Regions from separate parts of the Mus musculus genome. Here regions 2, 3, 4 and 5 are each linked to region 1. The links are chromatin contacts, called in public HiCAR-type, HiChIP or PLAC-seq and capture Hi-C maps. All regions are on one chromosome and are shown on one strand. Each heading gives the region's core, a stretch centred on a gene start, on an enhancer-like site or on the middle of the called end of the contact. The rest is flanking DNA. Distances are from core to core; before and after follow the strand shown.

What was found. HiCAR-type assays count read pairs that join an accessible place to other places. HiChIP or PLAC-seq counts read pairs in DNA pulled down with a chosen protein or histone mark. Capture Hi-C pulls out chosen DNA fragments and counts their contacts.
Region 2: a contact with region 1 is called in a FOXA1 HiChIP or PLAC-seq map of pancreatic cancer cells. The contact joins two enhancer-like sites. A contact is called at or near these places in 1 of 484 Hi-C or Micro-C datasets (bone marrow-derived macrophages), 2 of 115 datasets of contacts at active chromatin or transcription factors (embryonic stem cells and pancreatic cancer cells) and 1 of 9 other capture datasets (embryonic stem cells).
Region 3: a capture Hi-C map of bone marrow-derived macrophages shows a contact between it and region 1, with 13 times the contacts expected there. The contact joins two enhancer-like sites. A contact is called at or near these places in 2 of 484 Hi-C or Micro-C datasets (the HPC-5 cell line and bone marrow-derived macrophages) and 1 of 9 other capture datasets (bone marrow-derived macrophages).
Region 4: a HiCAR-type map of fibro-adipogenic progenitors shows a contact between it and region 1, with 5 times the contacts expected there. The contact joins two enhancer-like sites. A contact is called at or near these places in 6 of 484 Hi-C or Micro-C datasets (the C3H10T1/2 cell line, the HPC-5 cell line, adipose-derived mesenchymal stem cells and 3 more) and 2 of 115 datasets of contacts at active chromatin or transcription factors (cardiomyocytes and fibro-adipogenic progenitors).
Region 5: a contact with region 1 is called in an HNF4G HiChIP or PLAC-seq map of pancreatic cancer cells. The contact joins two enhancer-like sites. A contact is called at or near these places in 1 of 15 datasets of contacts at CTCF or cohesin (the NIH/3T3 cell line), 5 of 484 Hi-C or Micro-C datasets (adipose-derived mesenchymal stem cells, embryonic fibroblasts, reprogramming fibroblasts and 1 more) and 4 of 115 datasets of contacts at active chromatin or transcription factors (the NIH/3T3 cell line, cardiomyocytes, embryonic fibroblasts and 1 more).

Annotation. Positions count from the first base shown.
Region 1 is chr13:4,661,236-4,663,864 of GRCm38.p6, forward strand. No RefSeq gene overlaps it. Among named protein-coding and RNA genes, the nearest start is that of Akr1e1, 53 kb to the left of the region's middle. Within about 2 kb of position 1,291, at least 112 of the 459 cell types and tissues checked have an H3K27ac peak or open chromatin away from gene starts, as enhancers often do. A contact at or near this core is called in bone marrow-derived macrophages, embryonic fibroblasts, fibro-adipogenic progenitors and 1 more, where this site is marked.
Region 2 is chr13:5,548,092-5,550,720 of GRCm38.p6, forward strand. No RefSeq gene overlaps it. Among named protein-coding and RNA genes, the nearest start is that of Gm40661, 4.0 kb to the right of the region's middle. Within about 2 kb of position 1,305, at least 39 of the 459 cell types and tissues checked have an H3K27ac peak or open chromatin away from gene starts, as enhancers often do. A contact at or near this core is called in pancreatic cancer cells, where this site is marked.
Region 3 is chr13:5,510,677-5,513,305 of GRCm38.p6, forward strand. No RefSeq gene overlaps it. Among named protein-coding and RNA genes, the nearest start is that of Gm40661, 41 kb to the right of the region's middle. Within about 2 kb of position 1,320, at least 44 of the 459 cell types and tissues checked have an H3K27ac peak or open chromatin away from gene starts, as enhancers often do. A contact at or near this core is called in bone marrow-derived macrophages, where this site is marked.
Region 4 is chr13:5,435,017-5,437,645 of GRCm38.p6, forward strand. No RefSeq gene overlaps it. Among named protein-coding and RNA genes, the nearest start is that of Gm40660, 19 kb to the right of the region's middle. Within about 2 kb of position 1,300, at least 11 of the 459 cell types and tissues checked have an H3K27ac peak or open chromatin away from gene starts, as enhancers often do. A contact at or near this core is called in fibro-adipogenic progenitors, where this site is marked.
Region 5 is chr13:5,344,581-5,347,209 of GRCm38.p6, forward strand. No RefSeq gene overlaps it. Among named protein-coding and RNA genes, the nearest start is that of Gm40659, 87 kb to the left of the region's middle. Within about 2 kb of position 1,326, at least 52 of the 459 cell types and tissues checked have an H3K27ac peak or open chromatin away from gene starts, as enhancers often do. A contact at or near this core is called in embryonic fibroblasts and pancreatic cancer cells, where this site is marked.

The sequences.
Region 1 (2,629 bases), core at 41-2,540:
AGTAAGAGATGGGGGCTGAACAGCCCTTTTTATGGTCTTCACTGTTGCTAGGTAACTGGGGAGGAGTTTAGCCTGAAGGTCAGAAGCTTGGGCCGCTGCTTACGTGACTACTGACCATGCTTCTCTTGCAGGGAGCTGTGGAAAGTGGTACCTTAGGCAGGGGCCAGAGTTCCAGGAGCATGAGGGAACGCCTACTGTGTTAAGTAGGTGAATTATGACCAATGGGGTTCAGACCTCAGCTCAACTGGAGACCAGCCTGCAATTCTCCACAGCACCTGGCATATTCTAGTTTCTATGTACAAATGCATACTAATACACACCCATGTGCACACAACCCACCCTTACATGAAAGATTTTTTTTTAAAGTAGGTGTTGGCTAGTTTTATGTTAACTTGACACAAGCTTAAGTCATCTGGGAAGAGGAAACATGTATTAAAAAACTGTCTCTTTAAGATCAGGTTGGATGCAAGCCTGTAGAACATTGCATCTTAATTAGTGATCAATGAGGTAGGGCCCAGCCAATTATGAGATGAACCAACCCAGGGTCTGATGGGTCTGCATGCTATAAGAACTCAGGCTGAGCAAGCCATGTGAAGCAAGCCAGTAAGCATCACTCCTCCAAGGCCTCTGCATCAGCTTCTGCCTCTGGTTCCTGCCCTGTTTGAGTTCCTGTCCTGGCTTCCTTCGCTGGTGAACAGATGATATGGAAGACTACGCTGAATAAACCCTTTTCTTCCCACGCTGCTTTGGTCATGATGTTTCTTCATAAAAGCGATAACTCTGACTAATGCAACTCAGGAATAAAATTAATTCAAACAGTACCTTAGTTATGGATGAGTCAGAGTCAAATCTATCTTACCCTCTGTACCTTTTTTCTTGAACTTTCCTGGACAAAGGCATCATTTGCAAAAAGCAAGAAAAAGTATTTTAAAACATTAAATTCAACTAAATATAATTATATAATTTCCCCACCTTCCTTCTGTTTACACCTGCCAATCCCCCTCCTTCTCAAATTCATGACCCCTTTTAACTACTTTTGTTTTACACATATTCACACACACACACACACACACACACACACACACACAGAGGTTTATTTAGTGATGTTTGCCTGTAAATATTTTTAGGACTGAGGGTCAGTCATTATTGTTGACGTCCTATGAATCTTAGATATAGGAGTAGGAGGGTTTCAGCTGAAAACTACAAAAACAATCTACTTTAGTGGACACGAGTAATGAGAACTTCATGGTCAAAAGGTTTTATTTCCTGATTCCTGCAGATGGCGCTAAATCCTTAGCTATTTTCACAATTCCCGGGACAGGGACTGCCTGCTCATAGCCCTAGTGTTTTCTGATAAAGGTTCCTAATTGTTTTAACAGTAAGTAGTGCTACACTGTGCAAGATTTAATCCTAAAGACAATTTCCTTAAATTAATAAAAACAAACAAACAAACAAGCAAAAAACAAAACAAACCCCAAACCCCCACGTTTTGGCAACTGACATCTGTGGCTTTGTCCTAGTCCTGTAAGCGTCTTTTAATAGAAGTGACTAAGGATATTGCTTTCCTGTGCTTTTATCAAAGGTCATGTTGGACTTGTTTTGCTTTTTTTATTTTTCCCATAAAAATCCTAAAGCTGTAAAAGTGCCCATTATCCATTGTTCCTACTCGCTTCCATTCCCGTGTCGCTTTGTTTGGCTGAATGTCCATCTATGACAACGATAGGCGTTCATAGTGTTCCCCTTAGTCAGTTAAGGAACACTGCATAGCTGTGTACTGAGGAGCACTTTATTATTGCCCCATATGGTTCCAAGGGGAAGTTAGAGTACAATATGACTCACCGACGGGAAACTCAAAAAAAAAAAAAAATCCCAGCCGAGCGAGCGAGAGGGAGAGGGAGAGGGAGAGGGAGAGGGAGAGGGAGAGGGAAGAGGGGAGAAGAGGGGAGAAGAGGGGAGAAGAGGGGAGAAGAGGGGAGAAGAGGGGAGAAGAGGGGAGAAGAAGAGGGGAGAAGAAGACGGGAGAAGAAGAGGGGAGAAGAAGAGGGGAGAGGGGAGAGGGGAGAGGGAGAGGGAGAGGACAACAACAAAATTGCTGGGTTTGAGTCAAGAGTGTGTCTTCCTGACACTTGTTGTTTATTGATTCCAGAGCCTAGCAAAGAGGTTTTATGCCTTCAGGAAGAAATCATAAAATAATGCTTAAGGGTGTCTAAATATCAGAGTTAATGTAAAAATGTTTTTATTGGGCAGATTTACTCATGTTTGAGAAAACATTTTAAGTTCTCCAACAGGAAATAGACATGTCTAATTTCTCAACAATAAGGAAGGGGAACCTTCAAAAATGTAATAATGTATTTTACGTGTTCTCCCCCCTCCTCCCATTTTCCTGACCAGATTTTATTTCTTCAGTTAAATAATTCTAGCCAAAATGAAATCAAACCAGTGAACAAACAAACAAACGTCTGGAAAAACAAACACTACAAAAAGAGGTAGGAGGAGTCCCTAAGAATGGATAACATCCCGCTTGGAAACAACCAATGTGCTTATATTGGTCTTCTGCACTCTTATCCTGAGCTTCAGACAGCTATAAATATTTTGAAGTTCATACAGGATCCATGACTGACTTCAGAGT
Region 2 (2,629 bases), core at 55-2,554, 890 kb after region 1:
TCTCAGTTCAACCCTCAGGACCCAACATGCAAGGATATGATTGACTTTTAAAAACCGTCCCTTGATCCCTACGCGTGTGTTCTCTCTCTCTCTCTCTCTCTCTCTCTCTCTCTCTCTCTCTCTCTCTCTCACACACACACACACACACACACACACACCAATAAAATTTAAGTTTATATTTATCATTGTTCTGCATAAGAAGATATTAAGCACACATTATTTTTCTCTGATATAAGGGAGATGATGGATCAGGTAAAACTTAGGAAGATGACGATGACACCACTTATGACTGATTTCATTTCACTGAATTCTATGCCCCTAAGCTATCAATTTATAACTCGGAATTTACATGTCAGTAAAATGGGGATAATATTATGTATCTTAGTACTTTATAATATAAATTATATACAATGTAATAATAGACTGCTCTGGTCTGGCTAGTATTCTTGTGTAGTTCTAGGTTGAAGATTTAATTCTTAGTATATCAGAGCATGACTTAATGTGGACCCAGAGAGCTAATGAAGATTTTTAAAAAGGCATTAGAGTGGGACCCTAAGCCAATACACCTAGTGCCTTTATTAAAAGGATGTTAGGAAAAAGTTGTACATAGAGGGATGATCAGGTAAGAATAGAAGGAAAAGATTGCAATGGGCATATCCAAAAAGGGTCCTTGCTCATAGATAATGTGGTACTTCCAGCATCTAGAACTGTAAGAAGTTTATGTTGTCAAAATAACCCAATCTGAGCTTTGGGTTCTTTTTAGACCCCATTGGAGTATTAGTATATAACTATATGCAAACTAGGTACTCTGCAGTCTACAAAGGCTGCTTACCAATTATCAGCAGTTCCTCCTGTGTAGCAAAGGACAATGGGCAAAGCAGCAATGAGAGACTTTATCACTCAGCTAATTACTAACATTCTTTACTTCCTGCTTGTTCTAGTGCCTCAAACAGTCTCATTTAAGTTCCTTGTTTCCATGGATGTTTTCTTATTATTACCTCCAGGTATTTTTCTTCAATGTTCATTCTTTTAATTAGGAGGAAGAACATACAAATATGAAATGAAGTGCGAATTACAAATTATGCAAAATTCTGACCCAGTGGATTAAGAAATCAACAATATCATCAAAGCATAAACAAGCATGGGAGTAATTAAAATGAAACTTGACTGTCACAGAAACCAGTTTATAGACCTTGGTAAATGATTTTACAGGAAGAGACTTTCGCTCACGCAGACACACATTAAGCACTTATGATCGGCTTGTAAACTTTCCAGTTCTATGAGTCAGGGCTTAGGACCTCAAGGTAAAACGAAACACCTCCCAGGAACTAACCAGGCCAAATACTGCATAACTTTCAGGCCAGATGTGTTCAGGGTGCTATAACCATTGACTTCTGAGCTCTGTTTATAATATTCTAGTTGAGACAAGCACTACACTATGATTGTTGAAATTCAAAGACCAAGTGCTGCTTCTGTGTATGACTCCAAGTACGAACCTGATTGTGGTAATGAAGAAATGAGAGAAGACAGGTGTTTGAACAGAAAGCTGGGATCCTATAGAGCAGGCTCTCTGAGAAACCCCCATACCCCACAAGCACAGCATGTGTAAAGTAGAACAGTAAGACAACCAGTTGACTGCATACAACTGATCAAGGTGATAGATTTATTTCTGTACAGAAAAGTAATGAGGCAGAGTTGATGGTGTCCAGCTGACATGAGGAGAGAGGTTTACCTAAGCTCAGTAGTAGCGATCTCTGTAGAGGAGCGGTCTTCAGGCTGAAAATATTCGCAGGACTAAAGCTATGGTGGACATTTTCCGCACAGTATTAGCATACACACATGGACCACAAGGTGCAGAGTCCAGCATGGCCCTGGTGGGGACAAAGTGACATGGTGACATCGTTCCTGCCCCAGGACAGCGCCCCGGTATAAGCCTCCTGGAATCTAGATGGGCACTGTGGGCATAAGGCTTGTTTGTGTAATAATTTACATATTTCACATTCCTCCAAGAAATGTCCTCTGTGTTAATTTTAATGACTCCTTGATGATCAGCCAACAGGAGACCAGGAGGTGAAGGTGTGGCTAAAGTCTCAGCAAAATGGTGAAGTCTGGGACCTTCAAGACAACCCTTAAGGCTATGGGAAAGAGCTCTAGATACCGGAGTTTGAAAATATATAATTTCTCAACTATGCAAAATATAAGAATGCAATATGAATTATGAGGGGCTTCATGAATCTAAAGGAACAAAGGCAGCTGCACTAGGAGCCAGCTTGTCAGAAAGATACAAAGGCAGGCAGATTGAATTCAAGGTCAGCCTGGGACACATAAAGGTGAGGCCCAGGTGTGGTAGAAATGGTAATTTCAGGGAAGAGACCCACCCAACTACTTAATCCTTTGTGTTTAACAAAGGAAGACTGATCTTTGAATTCTTTTGCAGCCTTTGGAAAAAAAAAATGTTTGCTTGCTTTCACTTCTGAATCCAGATGCTGATTCATAGAATAATCTAAAGTAAACCTGGAGTAAATGACTGGGTTGATAATGTAAAATAAAAGACAAGACCTGTGTTCTGCAGGAGGTGAGCTATTCAGAGAACTTTTTAGGAAAAAAAACAGAAAACTGCTTGGAGAAC
Region 3 (2,629 bases), core at 70-2,569, 850 kb after region 1:
TTCTCTCTTCAGTCTTCTCCTATGACATTTTCCTATCATCAAATTTTTCCACCCAACGTCGAAGAAGAAGGAGGAGGAGGAGGAGGAGGGGGGGCGAGGGGGAAAGGGGAAGGGGAAGAAAGAAGAAGAAGAAGAAAGAAGAAGAAAGAAGAAAGAAGAAAGAAGAAAGAAGAAGAAAGAAGAAGAAAGAAGAAGAAAGAAGAAGAAGAAGAGGAAGAAGAAGAAGAAGAAGAAGAAGAAGAAGAAGAAGAAGAAGAAGAAGAAGAAGAAGAAGAAGAAGAAGAAGAAGAAGAAAATGCACGTTTCTAGTATACCAAGGATCACCCAGAACTCTGTCTTTATTTAAGAGTTGCTTCTTTCATTGTAAAGCATTGTTCTGAACTCCACAAGTCCCCCTATGTGGTGGATTCTACCCTGAGCTTACTGATGCTGTCTCCCTAGACATTGTTTGTTCTTGCTTTGCTTGAAACCTGGTAATTCAAACTATGGCCTTCTCCATCTGATATTTCCAATCTTCACTCAGTTTCCTCCTATTCTTTGGAAATGAAAGGATCCTACAAGAGCTGGTATCATAGTGTGCTTTGTGAACCTTACCAGCACATTCTTTCCCAGGCCAGGAGGTGAAGGAATGAATTAGAAAATGTGATAAGTATTTGTACAAAAGAAATCATGTTAAGACTGAAAAAGAGTCTAGAACTTAAAGCAATGATAATAGTTTTCTTTTCTTGTTCTCTTTTTCTGTTTTCTTTCACTTACAAAGTAACCTATATTCTTAAAGATTATACAAGATTATCTTGTGTCATAATGAAATTGGAACAAAGAAATCTCAACATGACTGTGTGTGTGTGTGTGTGTTATCCCCAATTAAATGCAAGTCATTTCACCTTGCTAAATACAGTCCTTTTTTTTTTTCTAACCTCTTTTTTAAAGGTACCCATAGAGCTTAGCCTTGATATTATTCCATTTCTGAAAGTGAAATCTTTCAGACTGACCTTGGTTGCTTGCTTTTCAGTTTGTTTCATTCTTAGAATTAGTTTGGATGCCTCTACCTCTGAAAGTAAAAACACACCCTGAGATCTCTTCTCTTCTCTTCTCTTCCTTCCTTCCTTCCTTCCTTCCTTCCTTCCTTCCTTCCTCTCATTTCTTTTTCCTTTCTTTTTTATTCTCCCCTCCTTCTCCTCCTCCCCCTTGTCCTCCTTTCCCTCCTCCCCCTCCTTCTACTTTTTCTTCTTCTTCTTTTTGAGGAACAAAGACATGTAGCAATGAGATCTGAAATCTGCTGGTGGGTGCAAAATATACACCAGGAGAGGAAGTTATGGTTTAGGTTGCTTTAATGGAAAGGAAATGACTCAAATCCACATGGCTATGTAATAGACTTACTAAATACAGCTTTTCTTTAGTGTAAAACCTAATGTTTATATAGTAATAGGAAACTTTATTTTACCAAATTGTAATTTTCTTACTGTTCTCTCCTATCTTTCAGTCAATTACTACATCTTTCATTGAGTACATGTTATGTCATTTTTAGCACATAAAATCTGAGCTGATTTCACAGAAGAAGTTGACTTGAGAAATGTGGCCCAATCAAAAGGATCTGGCTTTCATTTGAATTGTTAGCCAAAACACTAGTTCGCTTGGGAAAATGTATTCTTTGTCCTTTACGGAAAAGGATATGCATATTTACAAAGATGTTATGTACAGTTATTGTCATAGGTGAAATTCATATAATTATGTCCATCTCCCAGGTGTTACTGTTTCCTAGGAAATATCAGATATACAGAAACAGCATAAGCAAATACTGAAAATCTTACCTAAGTTCACTTATCAGAAGCCATGAAATAAAAGAATCCATCCACCTGTTTATTTAAAAACTACTTAAAATTTGTATTGATTTGCATTAAATATCTCTTAAATACTTTTGATATTTATTATAAGATTTATAGTAGGTCAGATTAAGGAAATAACATATGTATCAAAAGATGGCCTAGTCAGCCATCACTGGAAAGAGATGCCCATTGGATAGGCAAACTTTATATGCCCCAGTACAGGGGAACGCCAGGGCCAAAAAATGGGAATGGGTGGGTAGGGGAGTTGGGGGGGGAGGGTGTGGGGGACTTTTGGGATAGCATTGGAAATGTAATTGAGGAAAACACGTAATAAAAAAAAGGAAATAACAGACCACTTTTGCATTTAGCAATTTTGCTTCTCTGTAAAGTTACAATGACAATTAGTGTAAACCCCAGCAAGATGTTATAGAACAAGCTTGAATACAGAAGTGAAGTGTGTGGATTTTAGAGATATTTACATAACTAAATGGTTTACAATGCTTAATCATATGAAATTTCTACTCAAGGCCCTTAAAATTGTAAGAACAAAAAGATGACTTAAAACACTGGCATTAATGAAGAATTCAGGCTTTCTAGAAATTTTACTCAGTTTACATAAAAAAGAAAATGTTCAATTTTCCTTCTGATTGACCCTCATGTAACTGACCAGGCTTTCAGAAAAGTTACTGAAACTGGAAACTAGTGAGACAAGGGTTTGGAGAGAGTGTTTTTCATGCCCACCTGATGAAATTGAGTCTTTAAAACTGACACTTGTCATGACTTTGCAAGACACACTCAAGTCA
Region 4 (2,629 bases), core at 50-2,549, 770 kb after region 1:
TGCTCTTAGTCACATGGAGTGGTATTGTACCTTTGTCACCTATGAGAAATGGTATCTACTAATGATTATCTATTTCTTTGAAAACAACATTTTTTTTCTGGATTGAGTCTATAACTTCACTCAGTCAATAAAAGGATCCACTCAGAAAACATAGAAAAGGAATGATTTTATTTGAAAAGCTCCTAGTTTCTAATACAGCTTTATATCTATGGCCACTTAACAAGCCTTGAATGAAAACTGTGACAATATCATCATGAGTTTATAACCATTCTGTTCCTCCCTAATTGTATGATGTCAGTAACAATCTATTGTCATCAGTGTGACAACCAGGGCAGCCATCTTAAATGTCAATCATTTGTCTGCAACATGGCAGTTGCTATTCATGCATATGGAGATGACATATACTAATTTGTTTCTTTAGGAACAAAGTTATTAAAAGGGATAATGAATAAATCCATCTTAATACTTAACTATCTGTGTGTAAGTGCACTACAATAGAAAGCTTGATCCTATCTTGGTCTCTTTTCTATTCGATTTATATAATAAAATATCTGAATTATTACGCTGGCTTTGAATTGTGATAGAAAAGAAGGTTGGATTGGTAGAACAGCCCATTCCAGTCTCAGAGGCAAATTATAAAAGACTCATATTGGAAAAAAAAATCTCAAGTGAAATTGTAGAAATTTTAGTCGCGAATCAAAAGCATACTTTTATCCACTATTACTTAAAACTCATCTTTGACTAAAATTATTTTAAGTCCAGCTTTAATATATTCTTATATCCAGAATATACAAAATTCAAGAGAAAAGCAGATGTACAATGGTTTGCTTAGATGTTTTGTGATTTGGAAATAAAACATCTCCCGCAGGCTTCTATGTTTGGTATTTGGTCCTGAGGTTGTAGATCTACTTTTGAGGTGTGGATTCTCTAGGGAGTGGTACCTAGTGACAGGACGTAGATTTCTAGAGAGCTTGGCCTTGGTTTATATCTCAGCTCCACTTCGTGTATTCCTGTGCTTCCTATGTATTAAACGTGAGCAAGCATCTACCCACAACCCTACCCCATGAGGGATTGTACCCCATAACCTATGAGGTAAATAGACTCCTCATCCCTCTACTTGCTGCTCATCCAGTTTTTGGCTCAAACTTGAGTAAACTTAATAATAGAGAGTGTTACTTGAAAATAAAATTAGTGATGTTACTTAGTACAAAACAGTCTTTTACAGTGGCTATATTCAGAGTATTAGAATCCGATGATGCAATCCCAGCAGAGCTGTGAAACTGTCTCTTCTCAGGGACTCCCATGATCTGGAATTGTTTTCAGAATAACAGGAAAGGGAAGAAAGTTGAATAGGGAGCCCATCTGCTTTTAATTCAGCATTCCCAAAAAAACCGTTGTGCATAACTCCCAAAACAGAAAGCTACATTAAATTGTTGCTAATTTTAGACAATAAGTGAGTAGAAACTCCAAAGGTGGAGCTTCCTCTCTTTCAAAACACTACTCTCCCCTGATTCCTTGACAGCCTGTAGCCATGGTACCTGCTAAGAGTTAGCTAAAAATAAAGACTTTTAAGTTGATCATTTCTTGTTGTCCATGAAATCTCTCCTGCTGAATGTCTTGGATAATTTTGTCCAATCTAGGAATAAAGTATTTTTCTTAGGCTTCACATTTCATGGGATTGTGTGTATGGATTTGCCCTTCCATTGGCTTTGCTACTTTATTTCAGGTTTGTGGGCTCACAGACTACCCACTCTGGGCTTCCCTTCTACCAGACCCATACTTTGCTGTAAGTTTGGGATAAGATTACCCATATACTTAGCATAAAACTAAGGTCAGCTTGGTTGCTAGTTCTCCACTTTTATTCTCTTGGGCATCTGGTCTTATGCAATTCTTGTTCAAAGAGTAAAGAAAAATGTATTTTATTTACTGCTGCTTATAAATTTTGCAGACTAGTCTAACCTTCTGTTCAGATATATTTTATTTTGAAAGATATAAATGATTTCAAAATACCTGTAAAATACTATGAAGATGAGGTTCTAAGCATAATGTGGAATTTATATCCACCCACAATAGTTTTATACAGCACAAAGTTGCTCATAAATACTAATTGATCTGTAGAATACAGGAAATACTCAAGACTTAAGAAGGCAAGTTAGACTGAATGTAAAATCAAAATCAGATAAAACAAATCAACAAAAACCAACAACCTCTGGCACAATAGAACTAATTTTCCTCAAGTTCTGGCACTAAGTTGCCAAAATAAAAGGATGTATATGATATGATAGGTCTGAGATTCAGCAATTAAGTGCAGAGTTAATTAAACTAAATACGTAAGCCACACCCCTGAGGAGCATAAGTGTGTGTGAAGCGTGCACAGCATCAGGGCGATGCCCTTCCTTCCACACTCCATATATTCAAATTAAATTAATGCAACTTGTGAATTTATGAGACACCCTCTACAACCATGAAGGACAAAGCACCAAGCCTTCCTAAAGCCCAACACCACTATCAGGTTTCATGTGTGTTGTCTGTTTATAATCCACTTAAAAATAAAATGCCTTGCCATCTCTTCTAAATTATTTTTAAATTCACATACCATATGGAGTTCCTCTGAATCAATACTGATGCC
Region 5 (2,629 bases), core at 76-2,575, 680 kb after region 1:
ATTGTGGTAGACTGATTCACACCCAAGCAGTTGCATGTCTGGCCAGTTTTCATCAGCAAAAATAGGGGTAAAATGGCAGTGTATCTTTAGGGCATTGTATTGAGACTGAAAATAAGCAAGAAATGGAGCATGTCAAGCTGAACATAGGGATATGTTTCCTGACTCAGTGTTTTAGATTTGGAAATGGGATGGCTTTAATTAGTATTTGGTTGATTGAACCGAATAATAGACCCAGAAGCAATTTACCCAAACTGGAGTTGAAATGTATACTATTCCTGTTGTATAGAGAAAGACTCTCAAAAGCAAAAGTGGATTTATAATAACAAATCAGCTCACATACTTGGACAAGCCCTTATTCAAGATTTCATACTTGATCATGAACCCTAAAGTTACAGTTCATCATAACTAAGTATAATTTTATTCATCAAAGTACTTTTTACACTTTTAAAATTTACATATTTATTTTTTAAATTTTTTATTAGATATTTTCTTTCATTTACATTTCAAATGATATCCCAAAATCCCCTATACCTCCCCTCTGCCCATCTATTTTTATATATTTTAATTTACCCTTTAAGAATTTAATACATGTGGAATTGTTTCTGTCCCATTTCTCCATTAGACTCCTGGATCCACACAGACATCCTTGCAACTTCATTTTCCTCGTCTTCTTATTTTTTTAAATATAAATAAGCCACTGAATTTAATTTGTGCTCTCCACATGCACATGTATGTGGGGACATGCACAGAAGCATGGTCAACCAACCACAAATTACAGCTCTAAAGAAAGCTGCCTTTTCCTCCCCTGGCAGTCCTTTGGGTATTTATACTTTTTAATTTAATTTTTTTTTTACATTTCTAAAAAATTTTTACATGTACTTAAAAATTCTGAATACAAACAAGATTGACACTTTCAAATTTTACTTAGCTAAGATAACTGAAACTCATTTAGGTTTGTGAATTTTTTCCTATTGTTAAAAATAACAAATATATGTGTTTAGCCATCCTTTCAGATGGATGAGACATCCAAATGATAGTAGATCGATGGTAAATGTATTCAGCTGTAAGCAATGCATTTAACAGCAGCTGAGGATAAATATTAATGAAAAATAGTTCACTACACAAGCTCGACATGAGAAGTCATTAGGGATATATCTACGATAAAAATACACCACAGCCTGACTGCAAAGAAAGTGAGATGTGTGGGAAATGACTTCTACAAGAGGGCAAAGTTCCCTGGAAAAAAAAAAAAAGATAGTTCAATTTCCTCTCCCCAAGCTGTCTTTTTAAAATAACATGACATACCACACATTTTGACACAACTCCACATGACTCAGGGGCCTTTCTTTAAATAAGACCAGAACACATTCATGGAGCCTGAGTCACCTCTAACCCTCCGAACTTGGTGAAGATTACTGATCAGCCCTCATTCCTAAGTCAGTACGGGAAAGTTCTGATTTGGGCAGTTAACCGAACATTCTGTTTTGCAGTAAACAAGTTATGGTTTTCCTTCTTTCCTTCTTGCCTCACCCAAAAAGGGAAAAAATGCATGTAATTTAAAAATGTGCTTTTCTACAATAAACAAAAACTCCTCATTTCTTCAAACTAAGCGATGTTTACGGAGATGACTTAGAAATATATGAGAAAATAAATAACTCATTAACATAGAAAATCAATCCATGATAGGCTCCCTTTGGAAAACTGTTTCCTCCGAGATAATTAATCCAGGAGAATATTTGTTCTTCCAAGATCAGGGAGATCCTTCTAGAGAAGGCTAAAATTTAAGACTGTTCTGAGGATGGAAAGTGAAGAAATGCGGCTGCGCCTCTTTGTTACACACAGCACTCATCACATACTGGGGTGTTTGTGATTTCACAATCCTATCCACAATATTAAAAGCCTGTATTTTCTGTTTGTTTTTTTTTTTAATAGCTATGATACAGTGGGATATGGTAATGAAACTGTTGAACTTTCAGGAGGCTAGATAAGGTATTGTCTTTTCTTGCTAAGCTGTAGTCTTAATTTCCCTTATTTAAAATGATAAAGGTAGTGTTTACATCACATGTGAACAAAAATATCTAATGCATACAGACATCTATTGTTTGGATTTTGTGTCCATCACAAGAGTTAAGAGCAACAAATAAAGAGTTGTCATGCCTGACCAAACTCTGAAGGCTTTGGAACTTCACTCACTGGATATTTCCAGGGATGGGAATCAGTTGACAAAGACTTGTGGTCACTTCCTATGAATGATGTCTTTTCCAGGAAGTGGTATACCCATTACCGTCTATAGTATTATGTGTTAATCATTTCGTGTCTCTCTCAGGTATTCAAATCATCAGCCTGAACAGTGATGGCTAGATGGCTGTGATTGCTCTCCAAAACTCCTGTCCCATTTCCCCAGTCATCACTAATATACAGAGACAGAGACAGAGAGAGAGAGACAGAGAGAGAGAGACAGACAGAGACAGAGAGACAGAGAGACAGAGAGGCAGAGAGACAGAGAGAGGCAGAGAGACAGAGACAGACAGAGACAGAGACAGAGACAGGCACAGGCACAGGCACAGGCACAGGCAGGCACAGGCACAGGCACAGGCACAGGCACAGGCAGGCACAGGCACAGGCACAG